3 separate regions of the Mus musculus genome follow, and all the other regions are linked to region 3. A link is a contact called in public HiChIP or PLAC-seq data. All regions are on one chromosome and are shown on one strand. Each heading gives the region's core, a stretch centred on a gene start, on an enhancer-like site or on the middle of the called end of the contact. The rest is flanking DNA. Distances are from core to core; before and after follow the strand shown. Region 1 has its middle 20 kb from the start of Gan. Region 2 overlaps Bco1 (beta-carotene oxygenase 1). Region 3 overlaps Cmip (c-Maf inducing protein).

Region 1 (4,419 bases), core at 1,686-4,185, 210 kb after region 3:
AAGAGAAATGAAGACATGTGTCCACATAAAACGGGTGCATGGTGCTGGGGTACAACTTGGTGGTGGAGCACTCACCTAGAACATATGAGGTCATACCTAGAATGTATGAGGTCATACTTAGAATAGATGAGGTCATGGTACTCTATCCTTTACCATCATCAACAACACTTCTGCATGAATGTCCACAGGGTAGATTTGTTCATGCTAACTTAATGAGGAAACCACCCAAATGTTTGCCGACGGATACACAGAGAATCGGAGTGTGTGATAAAGTCACACAGTAAGTAATATTCTGCCACAATAGCACTGACATAGTGACTCATGCAAAAACAATAGGCAAACCTTGAAAACATTAAGCCAGCCACAAAAATAAAAATAGGTCTGGAGAGATGGCTCAGCAGGCGAAGGCGCTCGACAGCAAGCCTGGCAACCTGAGTTCGAATCCCCAAGGCCCACACATGGCAGAAGGAGATGTAGCTCAGTTGGGAGAGTGACCGTTAGCATTCGTGGATTCTATCAACAGCACCACATACAGTGTGATGTCATGTGCCTGTAACTTCAGCGCTCGGAGGGTGGAAGCAGGAGGACCAGGAGTTCACAGTCATCCTCGGCAATGAGTTCAAGACCAGCCTGAGCTAAACGAAACTCTGTGGGGAAAAAAAAAAAAATTGGGGCTGGAGAGATGGCTCAGCAGTTGAGAGCACTGGCTGCTCTTCCAGAAGTCCTGAGTTCAATTCCCAGCAACCACATGGTGGCTCACAACCGTCTGTAATGGGATCCAATGCCCTCTTCTGGTGTGTCTGAGGACAGTGACAGTGTACTCACATTCATAAAATAAATAAATAAATCTTAAAAAAAAAAAAATCAACATACCGGGCTGGAGAGATGGCTCAGCAGTTAAGAGCACTGACTGCTCTTCAGAAGGTCCTGAGTTCAAATCCCAGCAACCACATGGTGGCTCACAACCATCTATAATGAGATCTGACGCCCTCTTCTGGTGTGTCTGAAGACAGCTACAGTGTACTTAGATATATAATAAATAAATCTTTTTAAAAAACCAAACAAATCAACATACCATTCTATGTATATGAAACTTTTCCTTTAACTCCTCCCAGACCCACCCTCTCTCCCATCCACACTCATCTCTCCCTTTTATAGGCCATGGAGTACGGATTGTGCTGCTCATATGTTTCTGGGTATAAGGCTATCCACTGGAGGAGCATAGTCAAGTACCAAGGGCCACACCCTGAAAGAAACCCAGTCCCCCTCCCATAGCAGCGGTCACCTGTCAATAGCTCTTCAGCTAGGGGTGGAGACTCATGATTCCCTTCATGATCCAAGCTGTATAGCTGACCAGATTAATCTTGTGTGGGCATTTTTTTTTAAAGGGAAACAATACTGGCCATCTGCATATCAGGCGAGGACTCTAGAATTTCATGCAAACCGACCCATCAGTAACAACAGGGAGAAATTCGAAATGCCTTAAAGTATAGGATGGTACATACTACCCAAGCTGCCACGTCCCAAAGAGGGGTAACATGCACCCATGAAAAGAGCATAGTAACCTGTTATGTGTTTTTAAGCTGGCATGTTGCTTATAAATAGATCGCTAGCCTGTAGACGCTGCACCCAAGCATAGAAAACACACCAGAACGCTTTCACTAGTTTTCTTTGGGTCTTGGGATTCTCGTTGTCTCTCTCATCTTATTTTAACCTAGCTAGGATTTCTACAACGAACACACAGAAATTTATAATCAGAGAACGCACGCACTCCTTCATCTACCTCCTCCCCTTTCTATGGCTCTTTCTTGGAACTTTATAGAACTTTGCTCTATACACGATTTGTTCAGGGATTCACATCAACCTCTACCTAGTCCCAAGCTGCAGCCTCCACCTGCAGGAGCGACCCCTTTGCAGATTCCGCAAAGGGCCTCCCAAGGGCCTCTGGAAGTCCCGCCCATCCTGGATGCTTCTTCCAATCACCAGGAAGAGGGATCCTCGCGCAGGGCTAGCCTGCCCGGATTCAGTGCAGCACACCTCACTTAGATCCTGTGGCCAAGAGAACGTTCTGCTTCTTGGCTGGGACTCAACCTAGAGGGATGACCCTGTGTGACAGTGGATATAAGTTTCAACTTCCAGAGGGGAGATGAGGTACTGAGGTCCCAAGGTGTCTCGTTGCTGTCACGTGGTATCAGATGCCCTCAGATGGTATTGATGTTGAAAGCTTTTCCATGTGTGTCCTAATCTGCCACAGGAAAGATTCTGGACACTTAGAAACCACCCAAGAGATCTTTAGACAGTGTAAGAAGAGGTCAAAGCGGTTTTGACTTAACCTGGACCAGCCGTCTGTTCAAAGCTTTGAGCCCAGCACCAGTAACTTTGGTCCCGAGGAACCAAGTATGGATCAATACTGCACACGTGGCTCAAAGGCATGAAGGTTTTTCCCGTGTTGATTCACCCGGGTGACACATCCAGCTTGTCTCAGCACGGGGCTCACACTAGGGAAATGTGTGGTAGACATAACAGACACCTGTTGCCTTTCCCGCACCTGACACTCGGACTTCGAATGCTCCAGGAAGTAGCTCTTGATGTAAACAAACCCAGAGATACTGCTCTCCCCAAACTTCCTGGTTGTTTGTCTTGCCCACCCACACACTTCTTAACCAGGAAGTCCCGGAGGACAAGGGAGATTGTTTTGTGGTCCTTCGGAGAAAGAAGAATGCATAGGGAGAGCTTTTAGCTAAGTGTCCTGGCCTGTGCATGTACGAAATGCAACAGGATTATAGAACCCTGGACCAGGCAAATCAGGTATCCTGTCGTCCATCTTCAGGGGATTTTTTTGAAACCGAGAGAACAGGATCTGGTGTGCTGGCCTCCCTCACCAGTATGGTATTCCAGCTGTCATCTTAAATAAGGTCAACAAACCAATGTTGTTTCCTCCCTGCAGAACTGGGCCCTTTCCTGAGATTAGGTCTGGCCACTGTTTGGCAACTGAGAACATGGGGGTGGGGACGCAACAGCCTCACATTCCTCTCTACCCTCAAACATTTAAAGCAGGAGTGGGTGAGTGACTGTCACATCTGTCACCTCCCTTCCGCTCCTGCCACCCAAACCCAGGTTCTGATCTCATCTCATCTCCTTCAGGCCACTGTAGCTGACATTTCCAACCTTCCAGGCCTGAAGGGCTGAGATTCCCAAGGGACAGACATGGTGGGGAAGGACTCCAGTGGTCTTCATGCCACCATCTACCCCATCCATGCTGACTGTAAACTCAGGGCGAGATGGGCACGGTGAGGAAAACAGACAGGGCTGATGAGACCAGGATGCAGTGAGCCATGAGCGGCAGGATAGATCAGGGACTTAAGGGAGAGGAATGTCAGTGGATAACTGTGTGTGGTCTATCTTCCCCAGCTCGCAGCCGCTCTTTAGGGAAATGTCTGTCTCTTGGGGTGGAGTTAAATGTTTGCTAGGGGAACTACTAACTCAGCTACTCATCCATTCATTAACAAATACTGAGTATCTGCATCGCACCAGGTGGTATTAAGGTGTTAGGAACAGAGCAGTGAATTTAGCAGTACTTAGCAGCCTGAGGGGTCTGCACAGGGCCAACTTCAAAAGATTTAACACAGCATGATTCACTTACAGGACCTTTCTTCCTCCTCCTCCTCCTCCTCCCCCTCCTCCTCCTCCTCCCCTCTTCCTTCTCCTCCTTTTCCTCCTCCTCCTCCTTTTTCTTGTCCTCCTTCTCTTCCTCTTCTTCCACCTGTCACTCTCTCAAATAAGGTCTTACTCTTTAGCCTAGGATGGCCTCAAACTCATGGCAATTCTCCTGCCTCAGCTTCCCAAATACTAGGATTACAGGTGTGAGCCATGATACCAGTTTTTAGATGAAATTTCTGAGATGACAAAATTCTATGGGTGGTGGTTGCCAGGGTGTAGGGACCAGAGGTTGGAGGGGCAGTCTCGTGAGGATCCTTGTGCTGATGGACCACGAAGTATATGGCGGTGAACAAAGGATGGTACCAGTTTTATATGAGCGGTAACACCAGAACTACTGACACACTCATGCACACACATATGCATGTATAAATTTAACCTGTGCTTTGGGTACCCACTAGACTCGAACAGTGAAGCGCCAATGACCATGGGGCTCCCAGCAATCAAGTGGGAAGCCACTTGGCTGGTTTCTGAGCTCCTCCATCCCAGCCATTGTCTTGCTTGGGGCTTTCCTTCTGCTCTGCTCCACATACCAGTCCACCTTGAAGTGCAAATAGCTCAGGACACCCCCTTTCCCTTCTGGGGGCTGATGTGGCTCTTGCTGGTTTTTCAGACCAGCCTGGCTTTGGTTTTCCACCCTGAACTGTGGCCCTTTTGCCATGGCTCATCCGGTCAGTGCCAGTTCAGTGACCCCCCCCTCCT
Region 2 (4,219 bases), core at 345-2,844, 230 kb after region 3:
AAACGAAAAGGAAAACCCAGTGCATTGTGGGATTCAGTGTCAACAAGCATCAAGAGAAATTTCTGCCCAGATTCAGGGCTATCCAGAAAGCAGAGAACCCCCACCGCCAACCTATCCCCAAACACGGTACCTTGTCCACATGGAGGGGCACAGCAAACCTCCTGAGGGTAGGCACTGAGGTCAGCCTGGACTTCTCCTCGAAGTCCTTGTTCAGGTTGGCCAGGTAGAAGAGCTGATAGAGGCTGCTGTCCTCATAGGCGATCACATCAAACAGCACACAGCCGTCCTCCTCGTAGGCATTGACATGATGGAAGACCACCATGGGATCTGTGTAGAACTTGGTAGGCACAGGCTTCCTGGTCCTCTGGTCGATGATATGAATGTATGTCTAAAAGAAGACACCCATGTCAGCCCATGCAGCGTTCAGCTCACCCTCGGATATACCTGGTATGGTGACATCACAACACCAGGCCTGCCTTAGCTTAGGCCATATAGATGTCCCTTTCCCCATTCTGAGCTCTGTACCCATCTCAAACTGCCAGGTCGTGCTATTCACAATGGCCAAACTGCAAAATCAACCAAGATGTCCCGCAAAAGATGTTTACTTCTTTCAAACGTCTATGTATTTTTTAAAAGAATTATTTATTTTATGTATATGAATACACTGTTCTCTTCAGACACACCAGAAGAGGGCATTGGATCCCATTATAGATGGTTGTGAGCCACCATGTGGCTGCTGGGAATTGAATTCAGGCCCTGTGGAACAGCAGCCAGTGCTCTTAACCACTGAGTCATCTCTCCAGCCCCCAAGTTCTATATTTTGTGTATAGGTGTATGTGAACGGAAGTAGAAGACAGAAGGGATGAGCATAAAGCAGGTGATACGTTGGGATGAAAATATTGTGACTCTGCCACTTTAAATAAGTATTTCCTAATGAAAACGTAAGACAAGGGGCTGCGGGGGAGGCTCCCTTGATAAGGTGGTTATGGTCCAAGGTTGAGAGCCTGACTTTGATCCTTGGCAAACACGGGAAGAAGAAACAGGGAGTGGTGGTTATAATCCCCAGTGCTTAGGGTTGGGGCAGAGACAGGAGGACCCGTGGTGCCTTCTGGCTGAATAACCTAGCTGAATTAGCAGATCACAGGCCAGGTAGAGACACTGTTCCAAAAACCAGGGTGTGCGGTGTCTCAAGGCACAGCACGGGAGATTGATGTCTGGCCTCATTGCTTCAGCTTGAACACACATGCATGTGCATGGGTGCGTGCATGCTCGGACAGACAGGCAGGCAGACACACACACACCACATGCAAATACACCCAGACATACACAAGAAAGTAAACATGAAAACAAAACAGACTGCTGTCATCCTGACAGACAGGCAAAGCCTTCAGTGAATGGAGCAGGCCTGCAGCATTTCTGTGACATATAGGCCACAGGAGGGCAGCTCTGCCACCAAGGTGGCTGGGCAGCCTTTGGGGAGGGCGCCAAGAGAGCGCTGCTGTGGTTCCAGATAGGTTCCCTGGGAACAGTCATGCCGGTAGAAGGTCGGTGCCAGGTTCCAGCTGAGGCTGGAGTCCTTTGGTCCTCTCTCCCGTGCCCTGCAATGCAGAGCCTGCTTCCCAGGGCTGCTAGCTAAAGCCACCCACCCTGTCCTCAGGGCTGTAGGGGAGTGGACCCAGGATTGGCTAGGGAGCTGCATCTGCCCCAGGTGGCCTGGCTGTTTGTGACCAGACTAATATCTAATATCATCCTGGGCGATAATGAGCCATGTCTACAGGTCAGACGTTTGTCTGATACAACCTTTCCTTCCCCTCCCCCTCCCCTCCCTTCTCCCTCCTCCCTCTCTCCCTGTCCACTCCTTTCTCTGTTATCTCTTCTGGCAGTTCTGGCTAAACTACCTTCCTGAGGGAGGAGGGTGGAGGTGGCTTCTTTGGTCTGGTTGTTTCCTCCCCCCTCCCCCAGAGGCCACGGAGGAGAGCTGTGACGTCATAGGGCGGGGCGTGTCATCGCGGACAGGTAAGCACTTGAGTGATTGGTTTAGACAGTTTCTTTGCTGTGACTCCAGCCCCAAGCTGGACACTTGGATTTCTGAGCTTACTCCCAGTTGACTTCTGGAGCTTGGGACCCTCTGGTCCAGGGCCTCCCCACAGTTACAGATCCCAGGCTTCCTGGTCTCCAGGTCGTGGCAGTAGGAGAACCCCAGAGTCTCTGAAGATGTCTAGAGAGTGTATTCAACTTGAGTTGACTCCCCTGTTCTGTTCATTCACTCTACAAATACCGAGGCCCTTCTGATACTGGGCACTTCTTTGAGAACCATAGCGACTGTAATGTGAGCAGGATGGAACCCACGAGAAATATGAAATCTGGAATATATCAAAGATGAAGGGCACTCTCAAGAAAAACAAACTAGGGTTGGTAGCTAGAAAATGCCAGCCAGGGATTTCCTGCAGCTAGTGTTGGCATATCTTCTAGGCTCCGCCCCGCAGTTGCCTAGCAATAGCCAGGTCCACCTGACTCGCTATAAAAGGGGCTGCTTGCCCCCTCCCCTCCTCTCTTCTCTTGCTCTCTTAGCTTCTTCCCCCTCTGTCCCTTCTCTTCCCATTTCCTCCCCCACTCTTTCTCTGCGTGCTCATGGCCAGCCTCTCTCTCTCTCTCTCTTTCTCTTTTTCTCTCTCTCTCTCTCTCTCTCTCTCTCTCTCTCTCTCTCTCTCTCTCTCTCTCTGCCTCTCTCTGTCTGCACCACTCTATCTTATGGCTGGTACCTCAGGGGGAACGGTGCCTCAGCATGGGCCTGCAAAGACACCCCCTCCCCCCGAGCCTTCACCAAACATATCCCTGGCTTCTTTTTCTTTTTTATAAAGCACAGCAGATAGGTTCAGGAAAGAAGGCTTGGGGATCTAGACCAGTGAGGGAGGAAGCCATCTTATTCCCAGAAGAACAGAACACCAGGAGGCCCCTCAGCAGTCAGACATCAGAGAAGACACCCGGAATAAGCAAGGAGTGAGAGAGAGAGACACGTGTGAGGGAACTGAGGGTGGTCAATGGAGCCCTTGAATGCTATTCTGAGAAATTTCTAGAAGGGTATTATCAGTGGTGGACCTCATCTAACTCCTCCTTCTCCTGAGGAGACAGAGGGTGGTGTTAAAGAGGGTGGCTAGCCAGCATATTGGTTCCTATAAATGGAAGTGGGTGAGTATCCACAAATACTGACATGGGCAGCCAGTAGATGATGGTGACTTTATCCAGAATGGGGAGCAGAGAGGGAAAGAAGAGGGAGGGAAGATGGTGGGGAGTCTGGTGGGAAACGGATTTTTAAACAAATATTATTTTGAGATAAGATCTCAGGTAGCCCAGGCTGGCCTTGGACTTGCTGTGTCGCAAAGGATGACCTTAAACTCCTGATTCTCCTGTCTCTGCCTCCTCTGGGATTGCAGGCACACACCTCTACGCCCAATGTATACAGTCCTGGGAATTGAACCCAAGGCTTCGTGTATGCTAGGCCAGCCAGCACCCTACCAGCTGAGCTACATCGCCAGCCCAGGAAAGGGATTTTGTGTGTGGCTTTCTATACTGGTGTGTTTGTTATATGGATAGTTAAGACTGAGAATCGCTGGACGTTTGTCAAAAGCAGCAACAGCAAATAAATACACACAGACGTACATACACATGTGTTTAACATCCACCCATGCGTGCGCATATGTGTACATGCTCATCTGCGTGTGCATAGAACACGCATGTGCCTCTGACTGAAGGAGATGGTTTCACTCCACATCTGTGGGCCCAGTGTCATCCTGATGTGTAAGCTCACTGGTACCCAGGACTCACTAAGCCGACCAAGACTGTACAATGAGAGGAGAGAGGTGCTGAGGAGCCCTCCCAACGGATGGTAGAGACTGTGTAGGTCCCAGCTATGGACGAGGACTTGAACCCATAGTGACTGCGCATCTGTGGATAGTTTGGGGGATTTTGTCTGCCCAAGATCACATCTGTTTCCCAGGACAGTCTGCATTTGGAAGTAGGGATGCCCTAACTCAGGACCACTCTAATGACCCCACCCCAACAGCAGAACTCTCTAGAAGGTGGCAGCTGCCTGCAACGCGGCTACATGGCAGTCAATAGTCCATATGCATCCCTCAGGGTGGCCTCCCTGTCAGTGTTCTGGGGGTGGGGTAGACAGGCAGGAAGGCCTCACCTTGTCCTCCCTGTCGAATGACATACA
Region 3 (4,012 bases), core at 445-2,944:
TTCTGCATCCTCTCTGCCTCTCGAGGCTCGGCACTGGCCTTGGCCTTCCTTCTACAGTATGAAGGGACAGGTGCCGGACTTGACCCAACCCCACATGACCGTAAGTGCCCCTACCAAACGGGCCTTTGCAGCCTGGTACCAGGTCCGCACTGTAAAGCAGAACTCTGCCACAGTGGGGTGCTTGCGGCCACATGGTGCAATCTGACTGACTTCCAGCAGCTATAGGGAGCTTGGAGCCCTGGAAAGGAGGCTTATGAGTCTGGGCTGCACCTTCGACTTCTGTTTTTCTCTAATTACACGGGCAGACTTATTGTGTGCCCTGCCTCACCATGCCCCATGGTTACAGGACTGGGCAGGGCAGGTGGGTACAGGATTGGCAACAGAACTTGTGCTTGACCACCTACTGACCGTCGTCCTGGATCACTGGGTGGCAGTCACAGTCTCCGTCTCTTTTTGGTCTGAAAACACTCCGAGGGCTGGATGCACAGGGCTTTTATTCCGTTCTGTGCTGTCCTGTCCTGTAAACATCAGCCATAGAAAGGAAGACAGGGACCAGCGAACAACTTGTGACTCAGATACTGTCTCTTCCTCAGCAAGCTCAGGAGCACAACCACCCTTGACCACATCCTCTCGTCCCCTCGCGAAGGGGACAGTGTACCCTGCAACCAACTATCGCCATCTGCACCAGTGTGAGCCAAGCACCCTGTCCTGCGGTCCTCCCCAACCCCAGACACACTACCACCATACCAACACCAGCAGCACCACCGCCGCCACCACCACCAGAGTCACAGAGGAAAATGGAGGGTAAGTCTGCTTTCTCGTCACTCAGAGAACCAGACTTTGGCCCCTTCTTCCTCTTCCCCAGAGCTCTAGCTCCTTGCCTATGGCTTAGTCAATAGAGTCCCCTACAGGAGTTTACAAAATATATGTAAGTTGCAAGGGATGAACGGGGAGTCTTTTATAAACCAAACTGAATGCTTTTCATCCCTGACTGTTGGCTGGGATGTTCCCCCGATGCCTTTACTCACCGTGAGCATCGCCACGTCCCACCCACCCACCCACCCACCCTCCTCGTCCCATTTCCTGCCAATGTAGGTCACGCTGGATTCTCCTGCGTTCCCTAAGTTCTGCCTCCGGTGAGGGTGTGACTCTGTCTGAGACAAATTTAGAAGTTCTCTCACCGGCGTGTAGGGACCCTGTGCACTCTCATTCAACTGACACCCAGACTGTAACCACAACTTGTAAGTCTGTTCAGAGATCTCCTGTCATGTGGGGTTAACAATCATGTCCCTTGTGGGTTCACAAGCAACCTTCACAGAGAAACAATTCCAAGGATAGCAGGGGCATGGTGGTGGTGATGGTGGGGTAAACAGAAACTGATCAGCCAGGTGTATGATAGAGCCCTACCTTCCAACTCTCTGTTTTGCCTGGCTGGAGCCCTGTCCCGTGTTCTCGTCAGACAGGTGAGCCCTCACTGCTTTGCACAATACAGGGATGATGGGTGTGTGAGGTCACACAGTGGGGACCACTGTCTTCCAGGATGAGAGAGGCAAGGAGCTGGGTGGGGAGGCCTCAGACAGGACACAGGAAAAAGAAGGGATTGTTGTCTGTGGCCTGATCCTGCAGAGGTCTAGGAGTGTGCAAGAGGAGGGCTCTTCAGGTGCCAGTAAAACGCTGTCTAAGGAAGGCCTAGGGAGCCAAGGGGCGTTGGTCAGTGTCAGTCGGCATAGAGAATGCAAAGCCTGATGAGTCACACTTGGATTGGCTACCTGGAAAACTCGGGAGTTGGCCTCTGTCTTGCAAAGACTCTGAAGAGTAAAATGCCACATGGAAATTACCCATGCCAGGGATCAGGAGTACAACCTGGGACACACATTCACACATGACACATGTTCACACACACAGACATGTGACACACACATATTTACACATAGCACGCATTCATATATGGCACATAGAAGGCACACATATTCACCACAGCACATGCATACATCATACACATTCATATGTTCCTCCACAAACATTCACCCATACCCCATCTACATACACATTCACACATGAGCATACAAAACCCCTCCACCCACATATTCACAGGCATACACAGAACACCCTACACATCAATATGCAACACACATGTATCAGTGTATACACACCACACCCCTACAAACACAAAACATGCACGTGTTTGTGTGCCTGTATCCACACCCCTAAACATATATACATACATGAGCACTCATGTAAACATGTCCACACCCTCTGTGCATATTCAGTTTGGACGCACATATACAATGTTCCACATTTAAATATAAGTGTATATCGCACACTCCCGTGTGTATTATAAATGTATGTGTGTATACACACGCACACAAATACACAGCTTCATTCACCTGAACTCATGTTTACATGTGAGCAAAGATTCCTTTGCAGAGGCCTGGCAGCCTGTACTGCACCCAGAGCAGAAACAGGGGCTTCCGGGATCCAAGCCATGACAAAGCAGAAGTGGTGTGGGGACACTCACAGCGCCTGGAAATGCTCTGCTCACCAACAAGTAGGGCTCACACGCTCAAGGCACACGCCCAGAGCTCAAGCAGCACCTTGTCATCTCTGAAAGCCCTCACACGCCAGCATCACCTCACACAGCGCTGCAGAGACTCGGCTATAAGAACCCCTCCTTTTCCACGCCTGTGACTTCTCACCCCTGGTGCCACTTAAGAACCAACTTCCTTCTCTCGTGTAAAAGACACTCACACAGATTCAGGAGCCCGTCCTCTGTAAATCCGGATTGATTGTGCCGGGACAGAGCAACCAATGAGTCCAAAGAATACGATGACTGGGTGGGGGCAGCTGACCCTGCCGAGGCCGGTACTTAATTCTACCCAGGACCAATCCAGGGAACCTAGGACTACATGAAAGGAGAAATGGATTCCCTGACTGAGGCTTGTTTACACTGTTCTTGTGCTGGGTGGGTGCGATTTAAAAGCTCCTTAAAGTAGCCGCATTCCGCTAAGATGGGAAGGTGCCTTCCGGTCAGTGTGGGCTATACTAGTGGTAAGAGCCAAGCCTGCTTCCTCTTTAGGAAGAAAGCAGAAGTGGAGATGGAATGTCACTGAGGAGACTCGAGGGGTCACAACAAGGTGGCAGGAGTCAAAATCTCACCCCCACCCCCACCCCACCCCTCCAGGATCTTCACTATGTAGTATGTCCCTCTGGCTGTCCTAGAACTCACTATGTAGACCACACTACCCTTGAACTCTATCTGCCTCTGCCCCCCAGGGGCCAGGATTAAAGATGGGTGTGTACTCCCAACACCCAGGGGGTCAATTGCATAAACAATGAGTCAAGGTTACTTATTTCCTGAGACAGAAAGTAAAACAGGAACCTGTCTTTCTCAAAGAGAAGGTGGCCCACCTAGATCCAGATGGAGGTTTCAGACAGCGGATTATTTTATACTCACCTCAACTCTAGGTGGAGAAACTGAGACACTGAGGGAGTGACTGGTTCATCCGAGCTCAAGGTCAGACACTCACCCCAAGATTCTGACCTCTGCCTCAGCACGTCCAGTCCCACTGCCTCACCGCAATGAGGTACCCCACACATGATTCACAGAATCTAGGAGGCCAGGGGCAGAGTTCTGGGAAGCCCTGAACATCAACGTGATGTCCTGGAGAGAGGCCTATGTTAACTGTTTCTGGGTGTTCTCATGGGAAGCCCCTGAAGAGGGATCTCTGCCGGTCATCTGACATTTGGATGTCACCAGGGTGGAGGTGACACTGTTCTGTTCAGGGAAAGGATGGCCACAGAACCAGGCATGGGCACCTATGTCCGCTTGGAGTGCCACTAGGCAGAGGTTAGACAAATGCCTACGGAAGGGCAGATGCCCTAAGCCAGGCATGGAGAACTCACAAGTCCAAGACTATGACATGAGTACCCCACCCCGGCAATAAGGGAATGAATTTAAAAAATAACCATTTATTTAAAAAATAACCATTTAAAAAATTTAAAAAATAGCCAT

The links. HiChIP or PLAC-seq counts read pairs in DNA pulled down with a chosen protein or histone mark.
Region 1: an HNF4G HiChIP or PLAC-seq map of pancreatic cancer cells shows a contact between it and region 3. The contact joins two enhancer-like sites. A contact is called at or near these places in 1 of 115 datasets of contacts at active chromatin or transcription factors (pancreatic cancer cells) and 2 of 9 other capture datasets (adipose tissue and liver).
Region 2: a FOXA1 HiChIP or PLAC-seq map of pancreatic cancer cells shows a contact between it and region 3. The contact joins two enhancer-like sites. A contact is called at or near these places in 2 of 115 datasets of contacts at active chromatin or transcription factors (embryonic stem cells and pancreatic cancer cells) and 1 of 9 other capture datasets (adipose tissue).

What each region holds. Positions count from the first base shown.
Region 1 is chr8:117,135,622-117,140,040 of GRCm38.p6, reverse strand. No RefSeq gene overlaps it. Among named protein-coding and RNA genes, the nearest start is that of Gan, 20 kb to the left of the region's middle. Within about 2 kb of position 2,935, at least 35 of the 459 cell types and tissues checked have an H3K27ac peak or open chromatin away from gene starts, as enhancers often do. A contact at or near this core is called in pancreatic cancer cells, where this site is marked.
Region 2 is chr8:117,113,561-117,117,779 of GRCm38.p6, reverse strand. It overlaps Bco1 (beta-carotene oxygenase 1), which reads right to left. Exons shown (of 11, transcript NM_021486.3): 6 at 4,193-4,219; 7 at 131-388. Among named protein-coding and RNA genes, the nearest start is that of Bco1, 20 kb to the right of the region's middle. Within about 2 kb of position 1,594, at least 77 of the 459 cell types and tissues checked have an H3K27ac peak or open chromatin away from gene starts, as enhancers often do. A contact at or near this core is called in pancreatic cancer cells, where this site is marked.
Region 3 is chr8:117,342,228-117,346,239 of GRCm38.p6, reverse strand. All of the region lies in intron 1 of Cmip (c-Maf inducing protein), which reads right to left. Among named protein-coding and RNA genes, the nearest start is that of Gm51554, 29 kb to the right of the region's middle. Within about 2 kb of position 1,694, at least 38 of the 459 cell types and tissues checked have an H3K27ac peak or open chromatin away from gene starts, as enhancers often do. A contact at or near this core is called in pancreatic cancer cells, where this site is marked.